2 separate regions of the Mus musculus genome follow, and region 2 is linked to region 1. A link is a contact called in public HiChIP or PLAC-seq data. All regions are on one chromosome and are shown on one strand. Each heading gives the region's core, a stretch centred on a gene start, on an enhancer-like site or on the middle of the called end of the contact. The rest is flanking DNA. Distances are from core to core; before and after follow the strand shown.

What was found. HiChIP or PLAC-seq counts read pairs in DNA pulled down with a chosen protein or histone mark.
Region 2: an HNF4G HiChIP or PLAC-seq map of pancreatic cancer cells shows a contact between it and region 1. The contact joins two enhancer-like sites. A contact is called at or near these places in 2 of 115 datasets of contacts at active chromatin or transcription factors (astrocytes and pancreatic cancer cells).

What each region holds. Positions count from the first base shown.
Region 1 is chr13:109,315,662-109,320,587 of GRCm38.p6, reverse strand. The region is part of intron 3 of Pde4d (phosphodiesterase 4D, cAMP specific); the gene reads right to left. Among named protein-coding and RNA genes, the nearest start is that of Mir582, 6.6 kb to the left of the region's middle. Within about 2 kb of position 1,782, at least 9 of the 459 cell types and tissues checked have an H3K27ac peak or open chromatin away from gene starts, as enhancers often do. A contact at or near this core is called in pancreatic cancer cells, where this site is marked.
Region 2 is chr13:109,897,998-109,902,935 of GRCm38.p6, reverse strand. The region is part of intron 7 of Pde4d (phosphodiesterase 4D, cAMP specific); the gene reads right to left. Among named protein-coding and RNA genes, the nearest start is that of Mir1904, 3.3 kb to the left of the region's middle. Within about 2 kb of position 3,290, at least 22 of the 459 cell types and tissues checked have an H3K27ac peak or open chromatin away from gene starts, as enhancers often do. A contact at or near this core is called in pancreatic cancer cells, where this site is marked.

The DNA.
Region 1 (4,926 bases), core at 533-3,032:
TTAGGAGTAATTTATTATATGAGACGTACCTTAATGTAGAGCCCGGACTTAATACAGCTATTTACACAAGGGGTACTAACCACTGCTATCTTTATTCTACTTAAATGTTAATTGGCATAATCATCATTAAAAATAATTTTCATGGGTGAATTGAGTTGTACTCAAGAAATGTTTATTAATTTAAAACCAAGACCTTTGTAGCCTACGAACAGGAGCACACAAATCTAAATAGTGTCCCAAACCTGAGGCTCCAATACAATCTTATATGTTACCAAACTATGTAGCTATTTTTGTCTCAAGAACGTTGCCACAGCAGTATGACATGTATTTCCATGTAAGACCCCTATGGTACTCTCTAGGGGACTGACAGTTCACAGATATGAAACTTGTAAGAACCAAGCAGATGATAGTTAGTGGATACTTGATGACAACAGTTTTCCAGTTACCCGAATTTAGTTCAAAATGTGCTTTCATTGACATATTACAGCCTGGCTTGTAGGATAAGAGAATTGTGTTGATTATCCTGTTATGCTTATGTGTAGCTTATGATATTCACCAGCCAGAATCTTAGAGCTATGAAGGTTCTGCTTGGCTGTGTCCACTTAACAATGACTAATTGAAAAACAAACGACTACCCTTGACCAGATAAGTATTGCCTAAGCTCTAATTGATGTATGTTCCACTTCTATCTAGGACATAAAAGCTACCCTCAGTAAAGTCAATACCATTGGCTTAGAGGACTTCATTTTTCATCTTGTGTGTTTTCTTTTACATGAGAAGGCTGTTCCTCCTGGCTCCTAAACATATTTTCAGCAAGACTGGTGATGACAAGCGATAGATTTGACAGTAAGATACTGACATCTTTGGCAAGAACATCCTCTCCATTCTCTCTACATCACTTAGTATGTGAAGTAGTGTTCCATAAGATGCAAGCATCACTTGCCTTTAATGTCCCAGGTAGAGAATGGACAGGATCAGAGCCTCTTCAGGCTCCCTACTAGATCCAAGAAGAGAAATTTGTTTAAGGAAACGAAGAAAGATATTTCACTTTCGGCTAACCATAGAAATCCCAACAATCCCCCTATTCTAAAAACCATGAACTAAACTTCATCAGAATGTCTTCTTGTGACACATTCTTTACAGTGGCTTTCCCACTGAAAGCCTCGTTAACACCCCTTCTGGGTGCTTTTATATTAAGATAAAGTTTGCTGTAAACAGTCTGATCTTCCAGGGAAGAATACTTGGTTGAGGGAAGGGCTGGTGGCACCATAGCCCCGTAAGAACTTTCCAAAGAAGAAGAAACATGCCAGGGAGCAGCAGGGTGCAGCAGGGAGCAGCCAGGACCCTGGAAGCTGCTCTTTGGACACACTTGCTTTCTGACTGCTTGTGTCAAAACACCTGGGAACAGCTGAACCGAAGCACTAGGCCAGATCTAGCCTCAGGGCTCAAGTGCACAGGCTTTCCATCTCTGTGTAAACACTACCATTTCCTCTCATCTTCTGCTGGGGGAAGGACATGACAGAGAAGAAGCAGCAGCCTCAAAAAAAGCTGCAAACGGTGAGAAGCACTAGAGATGCACAGGAAAGAGAAGGTTAGAATGGACCCTAATCTCACCTTCCCAGGAATAAATAACACTGCCTAAGGAGAGCACAAATCCAAGCTTTGGTTAGTTGAGCAAGCTCTCTGGAGGCTACCAAAGGGAAGTGGTTCCTGTAGGGAGCTGGTGGGGGTGGGGAAGGTGGGGTGGGGTGGGTGGTGACTGGATAACAAGGTAAGAAGGTTGCTCATTACTGCAGTGGGTTTAGTCATACCCCCCGCCCCCACCCTCCAGCATGGTGTTTGAGAACTGTTCAGATTGTAAGGGAAAGAAGACAGACTGCCTTTCCTAAGCGTTTCTGTTTCTAGATGTGACGTGTGTGTGTGTGTGTGTGTGTGTGTGTGTGTGTGTGTGTGAATATATCTCCACTATGTAAATAATTATACAATGAAAGCCTAGCTGTGCTGGCCCAGGACCCAGGGAACTGGGGAGAATTCTTCCCAGGATTCTTTGGGAAGTGGAAGTGCAAGAAGGGACCCTACTTAGAATGGAGTGCAGTCAAGGAAGAAATTCTTCATTTATAGTATGATAGGGGCTCAAGTTCAGCTTTTAGAGTATTTGCCTGAGATATGCAAGGCCCTGGATTTGACCCACTGAATTACAAAGTGATAATGATAGTAATAATAATACTATGTAAAGCTGCAACATAAGAACCAATAATAACAGTATCAATAATACTAAGTAAAACTGCAACCAACCTGGGCTGGCGAGATGGCTCAGCAGTTAAGAGCACTGACTGCTCTTCCAAAGGGCCTGAGTTCAACTCCAAGCAGCCACATGGTGGCTCACAAACATCTGTAATGGGATCTGATGCCCTCTTCCAGTGTGTCTGAAGATAGTTACAGTGCACTCATCATATACATAAAATAAATAAATAAAATCTTTTTAAAAAAGCACAAAGCGATGTTCCCAAATACTAAACAAGCAGAGAATACCACTTTTATTCAGAATAAGCTGGGAGCACACATGCAGCCATGTAGATGATAGATGTGAGAATGTCTACCGCACCCTCATTCCTCAAAAGTTCACTTATAAGGTAATCACACTCATGTGTTTATCATGGGAGAATATATGCCTAATTTAAATACCAAAAGATAATATTTAACTTAATGTCAACAGTATAAATGGAGTAGCAGAACCAAGTATGATATATTTCACTGCTATCAGAATGGTTGTTCTAAGTCCTATCAGTGCTGTACCCTGAGTAACCATGAGAACAAAAACCTTCTCATTTATATATAGTACTGATGATTTTAAGTGCATGTATAAACTTCCGTCAGTACTTTTATTCTATCTTGATATTTAAAAGCCATGTATTGCACTTTCAATGTGTTATAAGGCAATGGGCTGGCCAATACCTACCATGTACAGAAAGCACTGACATCATTAGGCAGACAGACAGACAGACATCAGCAAGCTTAGGGGCCATTACAGATATCCTCTTTCCATGTGGAAACCTCCCTCCCTTTAAGTATATGAAAAAGTAGACTTATTGGGGGCTTTTTTTGAGGTACCTTCCTCTTAGTCAAAAGAATGGAATCTGAATTCTATTTCTGACCATGGCTGGAAATAAGATATTCAGGTTGACGCCCCAAGAGCAGAACCTTACATACATACTGTTGTCTCTTGTGACTTGCTTTGTCAGTCACCTGGCCAGGAGGCCATTCTTCAGGAAAGCTGCCTCCCCTGTAGGTTTGCAAAGGAGCTGAGAGGACCGACTATCCCCTAATAATCAATACTTACACTCACAGCATCCTCTCCCTGGGATGGCTGTTTACAAGGCTACTGTAGCACCTAGCTCACTTGCTTTTTTGAGTCTTAACACCAGACTGGAGCCTTTCCTTGCCCACCTCTTCTTTGAATACAGGCCCAAGCTCTAGGGACTCTTTTCCTCTGGGCTCTCTCGCTGCTTTTCCTCTAAACAATAACTAGCTCTTTCTACAGCGGCCTAGAGACTGCCATTACTGACCTGAGCTCAAAACCTGTGGCTTTCCGAAACTCTTCTCCTCTCTCTCCTTTCTCCCAAGCAGTTGTCTGGGTTTCATACTTTGTTTATCCTGCAGTCTTTCTCTCAAACTCTCTTAAAACGGTCCTTGAGCTTACTTCCCAAGTCCACATCTTTCAAAAAATTCTTTTATCAATAATATCAAGAACGTACAAAATAGAACTCCAAGTCACAAGTAACAAGGACCCCTGGAATGTGGTTGGGATATATATTGTTTATACGTGCAGGTCACAACTGACTAGTAATGTGTCACAATTGCATACATATTTAATGGGAATCAAGAAAAAAAAAGATACAGAAATATTCCAAACTAGAACATATGAACTAATTCCACACATATCGAAGAGCCCCCAATGTCTTGTTGACTTGGAGCTGCAGATCTGCAGATCGAAAGACATAAGCGTGCCTGCCCATGTTTATGGAGTGTTAGAACTTCTTACACTTTCTTATACTTTCTGTTAATGTCTTAGCATTTTTGCACGTCTTTAGGAAATTCTTTTTTTATTAGATATTTTATTCATTTACATTTCAAATGTTATCCCCTTTCCTAGTTTACTCTCCAAAAATCCCCTATGCCCTCCCCTTCCGCTGCTCCCCAACCCACCCACTCCCAATTCCTGGCCCTGACATCCCCCTATACTGGGGCATAGAATCTTCACAAGACCAGGGGCCTCTCCTCACATTGATGGCAGACTAGGCCATCCTCTGCTACTTATGCAGTTAGAGACAGGAGCTCTGTGGGTACTGGTTAGTTCATATGTTGCTCCTCCTAGGGGACTACAGACCCCTTCAGCAATGTGGGTACTTTCTCTAGCTCCTTCATTGGGGACCCTGTGTTCCATCCAGTAGATGGAACTGTGAGAATCCATTTCTGTATTTGCCAGGCTCTGGCATAACCTCACAGGAGACATCTATATCAGGGTCCGGTCAGCAAAATCTTGTTGGCATATGCAATAGTGTCTGGGTTTGGTGGTTGTTTATGGGATGGATCCCCGGGTGGGGCAGTCTCTGCATAGTCCTCTCTTTAGGGAACTCTTACAAGCACATTGGAAAGTTTCCACATTCTGACACGTCATCCTTCCCGGAAATTTCTGTTGATAAGAAATCTCAATCGTGTCTCAAGAATTCATATAATTGCCCTCAGTATCAGCGCTTTAATCTCTTCACCCTGAGGCATTTGGCCTCCTTCAGAACACAAGGCTGCTAAGAGGTCCATTCATGTATTTAGCCAGGCTGTCAATAACACGTTCCTGTTGTGTAACCTGTTTGGTCTTTCACCATTCGTTCTTCGGTTCTCTCCACTCCTTTTTGAATTGTTTGCTTT
Region 2 (4,938 bases), core at 2,041-4,540, 580 kb before region 1:
CAATAAGCCGTCCGGACCGCCCTCCCCGCCACCTCGCCGCGGCATCGCCCCAAGGCAGCCGGCGCCGCTGCTCTGAAGCGCAGCCCGGAGGGAGGCGCAGCCACGCACGCGTGTATCTGTGTGTTTGTGTGTGTGTGTGTGTGTGTGTGTGTGTGTGTGTGTGTGTGTGTGTGTGTGTATCTGTGTGTGTATCTGTGTGTGTATCTGTGTGTGTATCTGTGTGTGTATCTGTGTGTGTGTGTGCAGCGCTGCTGTGGAGCTGTCTTGCACCAGAGCAGCGGAAAACCCGGCGTGGAGCGCCCGCCGCCTGGGGTCCCCGCGGGGCTCAGGCGGGGCTCGGTTGGCCCCCAGCGCGCAGGCGCGTGCAATCGCGCACCTGCCCCGCGGGGGACCCTGGGGTGCACAGCGGAGTCCCGGGCCCTCTATCCCAGCGCCGCCTGCCAGGCCCTGCTGTCCTGGGTTGCAAGGTGACTTAGGACAGGCACTACCCTTTCTGCATGCAGGTTTAATTTAAGTTTGCGAGTTTCCATGGATTTGTGTCCCAAAGGTTAGGATTTACTTACTCAAAGGGAATTGTGGGAATAAAATCGTCTCTACTGGGGACAGACTGTCAGTATCCAGCCAACCCCTCTAAAATTTGGGTTAGATGTAAACAGACAAACCATAATGTTGTGGGGACAGAATGCCTTAGAATGTGACAACAGGCTACATTTCACCTTCAGAATTACCCTAGAGCTACCTTAAAGGAACAGCAATGGGAACGAACCAAGGAGCAAGGGGAATTTACACATGCCCTGCTGGGGTGTCTCCTCTGCAGAAAACACAAGAACACCCTAGACTTGGGGCTCAAGACAGAAAGTCTAGTAGTCTGTTTTCTGCCCACTATGGACGAAATGGACTGTCAGAACTATGGGGCAATGGGTTCTGCTGATAAAAGCTGACGCAGGGAACTTGGCCACTTTCCCTAAGCCGGTCAGTTCCGAAACTGAACAGCAATCTTATTTCAGAAAGAGAAAAGTTGAAACCCCAGGGGTCTAGCCTACAAAACTGGCAGGAGAAAGGAAAAGCCTTATGTGAAGTGGTGGGGTTCTCCTTTTCCCCTTCTGATCTACAGTATTGTGGGGGAAAGAAGTTCTGCCCCAATGTAGGCTCCATTAATTATCAGGCGGGACAAAGAATGCGGTGGGTTGAATCTCAGGATTCTGAGATTTCCTTACATTTGTAAAAATTTCAGTAACTTTTAGAGTGTGTGAGACTTGCTTCTTGGCTTGTCCTTCTCTGACATTATTGAACTGTATGCTCGTCATTTTGACTGCTGAGTATTGAAATTTGCCTCTAATTGTGCGTCCCCTCTTCACTAATCTCTAAAGAGACCTTAAGTCAGCAATTCCTTAAACCTCCTGAATTGAAATTTAAAGTTGATGTTTCTTTCTTTAACAATGGAGACGATCTTAAAGATAACTGTACAAGGTAAGTGTTAAATAGTTTATCTGTTTGGTTTTTCCTGATCACAAAACTGCAAAATATTACAAGTTGGCTCTGTAAAAGAAAGATGCGCAAACATGGAGAGTCCTTTGTGGCCCCACAACCTAGAGCGCTGAAACACTAGTTTAATATTTCAAAATACTGAATCCATTCCATATGTAAGTGGAGCACTGACTGGACGCCATGGTGGTCTGTTTCTTATACAGTTCCGGTGTTTCTGCTTTCCTCCCTTCTCTATGTAAAACAGGCAGTCAGAAAATTGAAGGAGGAAATTAACATAAAGCCAGGTGAGACGTTCATAGTTTGTATATGCCGTGCGGTCAGAGGCATAGCTATTGTGTAGAATCCATCTCCTGTCATTTTTTTTTTTTAGTTATCCCAAGCCAAACATCCTCTCTGCACATCTTTAAGACTTGATGTCTCTGCCTTCTGCCACCCGACTCTGAGAAAGCAAGAGTTCCAGGGGACCTCCCAGTGTGTGGCGTATACTTCCTACCCCCACCTTGGCGATCTTCATGAAAGCTTTCTGAAATCAGAAGTAGAATTCAGACCTCGGACCTAGCAGAATATGGCTCTATGTATTATATTTCAGTCTTTTTTTTTTTTATGAGAAACAGTAACTCCGGAAAGTTTCAATTTAATGTTTCAAGACACTTAGACATGGGCTTTGCCTTTAAGTGGGTGGTATAGCAACGTGAGGAGCAATTGGTTGCCAAAGATCCAGTTTATATTGAAGTCATGGCTTAGCCATTTTGACTATCAGAAATCAAGTAAGGTCACATACATACGTTCAAAAATGTTCCACATGCTCTCTATGTATTTAAAGAATGAAATTAACCTCCAGCATTTGTACATACTGCTGAGAGAATATTTACATACGGCGGAATAAACAAATTTCGTTTATAAAACCAATGCTGGGTTTGTCGCGTTAGAATTTACTTCTTTCAAACTCCGGGACTGAGACAGTGTGACAAGCTACAGTTTTTCAGGGTCATTATTATGTCTTCAAGTTCAGGCATTTTAAACCCCACTGTTCTAAGACAAGGCCTAACTGACCTTTCTATCCCTCCTCCCCTGGCGAGTGGGAGAATTCAATGTGGAGTTGCCAGCTATCCTACAGGAAATTGAGTCACCCCACCAAACAACACACCTAAATGCCATCGGCAGCTAGCTGGCCAAACACAGCGAACCAGTTTAATAGTGGCCTTTACCAAGAACACAGGTTGCATTCATTAATAGAGTGCCCCCTAGGGGGTCGTATATGCTGTGGCCCTACTTAAAAATATATATGAAAACTTTTCTATTTAACTGTGCGAATCTTGCTTCATTTGAGGGGCTACTGAGAGGAAAATGCCCCACCAAACGCTATTGGCTAAACTCCACGTGGACTGCAAAAGGGCTGTGTCACAGGCAGCTGTGGAGTAACAATAAACATCGGTGGGTTCTGTTATTCTGTGTTCTTCAAGGCACCCTGAGCTGTGCCATACCCAGGCGTCTGCTTCAACTCTCCTGGGTATAAGTAATACTCAATATTTGTGGGCCAGCACTTGGCTTCCGTCATAGTAATGTGCGCAAGGGTTCCCCTGACACATGGCCTGAAATCTTGCCAAGGACTCCAGGAGAGGATGCTGAAGCAGCAGCTTGTCTTTGAAAGGGAAAAGCGCCGTCAGCTAGGAGCCACAGCAGTTGGCCAGAGGCTGTACTCAGCCTCCTTGGGAAATGTTGGACCCATTACTCTTACCCACAACTGACTGAGAGGCAAAAAGATCTGTGCTACAGGACATGAAACTTTGTAAATGCTAGCTAGTTTCTTTGTCAATATTTGTGAGGCTAAAGGTCAGTATAAGTCTGTTGTCATTCCTAGAGAGGCCTACGGCCTACTACTAAAAACCAGATAGAGAGAGAGAGAGAGAGAGAGAGAGAGAGAGAGAGAGAGAGAGAGAGAGAGAGAGAGAGAGAACACAAACTTTGGGTGTCATTTGCAACTCTTCTTAAAAAGTCTTACAGAGCGATCACAGCTGATTCTGATTGCTTTTAAATTGAAACAAATACATCAGACAGCTTCTAAGAGAAAATGCTCGAACATGACTTTTTAATTAATTCCAGTTTCTCCTCAGCCAATCCTCACTTACATGTCCTTTGTTCCTAGTGAGAGAATTGATGGTGTCCGGAGGAGGAGGAGGTAGACTTCTGCCTCCCATGTGAGCTAGTCATTCTTTGGCTCTGCTACAGGGAAAGATCTGTCCAGGTTAGCTCTATTGCATTTTATCTGATGAGAAACACATGAAGGAAGGCCCTAGCTTCTCTCAGCATGTCTATGTAACATGTTGAAGCCTGAGAGCCAAGAGCAAGCTGCCCTCATTTCCTAGGATATTTCTGGAATCAACTTATTGTTTTGAAGTATTTTTAAATCTTATCAAATATATAAACTTTCACCCCTGGCTTCAAAGATATGTTCAAAGTGAAGATGTTGTGTCATTTTAATGAATTTTCTTCCTATTTGCCACTAGCTATGATTTTTTTTTCCTCCTAAAGTTGACAAGTGCTCTAGTAGAATTTTGCAAATGGATTGAGGTCTATTAACTTCTAATCTCATCAATAACTCAACGTTCATGAGACACTATGTGCCATGAACTTTATTAGAGTTTGAAGTGTGTAAGAGTGTGACCCTTATCCAATGCGAGACTAGAGCCCATCGTCGATGACAATTTTAGCACCATACAGTAGAAAAGGAAGGAGGAGAATAGGCTATGGGACAATAAAAGGGGGCATTCAAGTCACACTGGATACAAGTGGGGCAGGGAGACCTTAATCTTGAGAAAAGAAACTGAACATGGCTATTAATGGAGATTGTCAAAAGCACCCAGCACCTTCAGGCTAGTCTATGAGAGCCTTCTAGGAAACAACTGATGGAAGAGCCAGGAGCCTTCTGAAGTGTGAGCAGCATCAGACCATCAGCCAGGCGGCTAAGAAGGGTGAGAGCAACAAGCCACGTGAGCACCAGCTCTTCCCCTCTACTCCATGAGATGTGAGGCAGAAGGAGTTCCAGTCACACGCTCTTGCCTTCATGAGTCTCACCACACCTTCCGTATCTCCGCTGACTCTTCCTATATGTTGCCTATGTGGTTTAGTCAGGTATTTTGTTACAACACGATGTTAAGTAACTAATGCATAGAAGAGAACGGAGGAAGGCAGAAAGGATATTTCTAATCCAAACACCTGAACCTATAGACAGTTGAGGCTCATGGATGGGCACAGAGAAGGAATGGCCACAGAGAGCCTTGCTCAGGGGAAAGGGGCCTGGAAGGAAGTCTGAGAAATCTGACACATCAGTAGACACTGGCTATGCAAATCTCACTGATCAGCAGGTAGGAATGTTGGACTGTCTTCACAGGTCAGAGCTGCTGAATCACTCAGCTCACCGTGTGACGTGGGGATCTTGTCTTAGTTGAC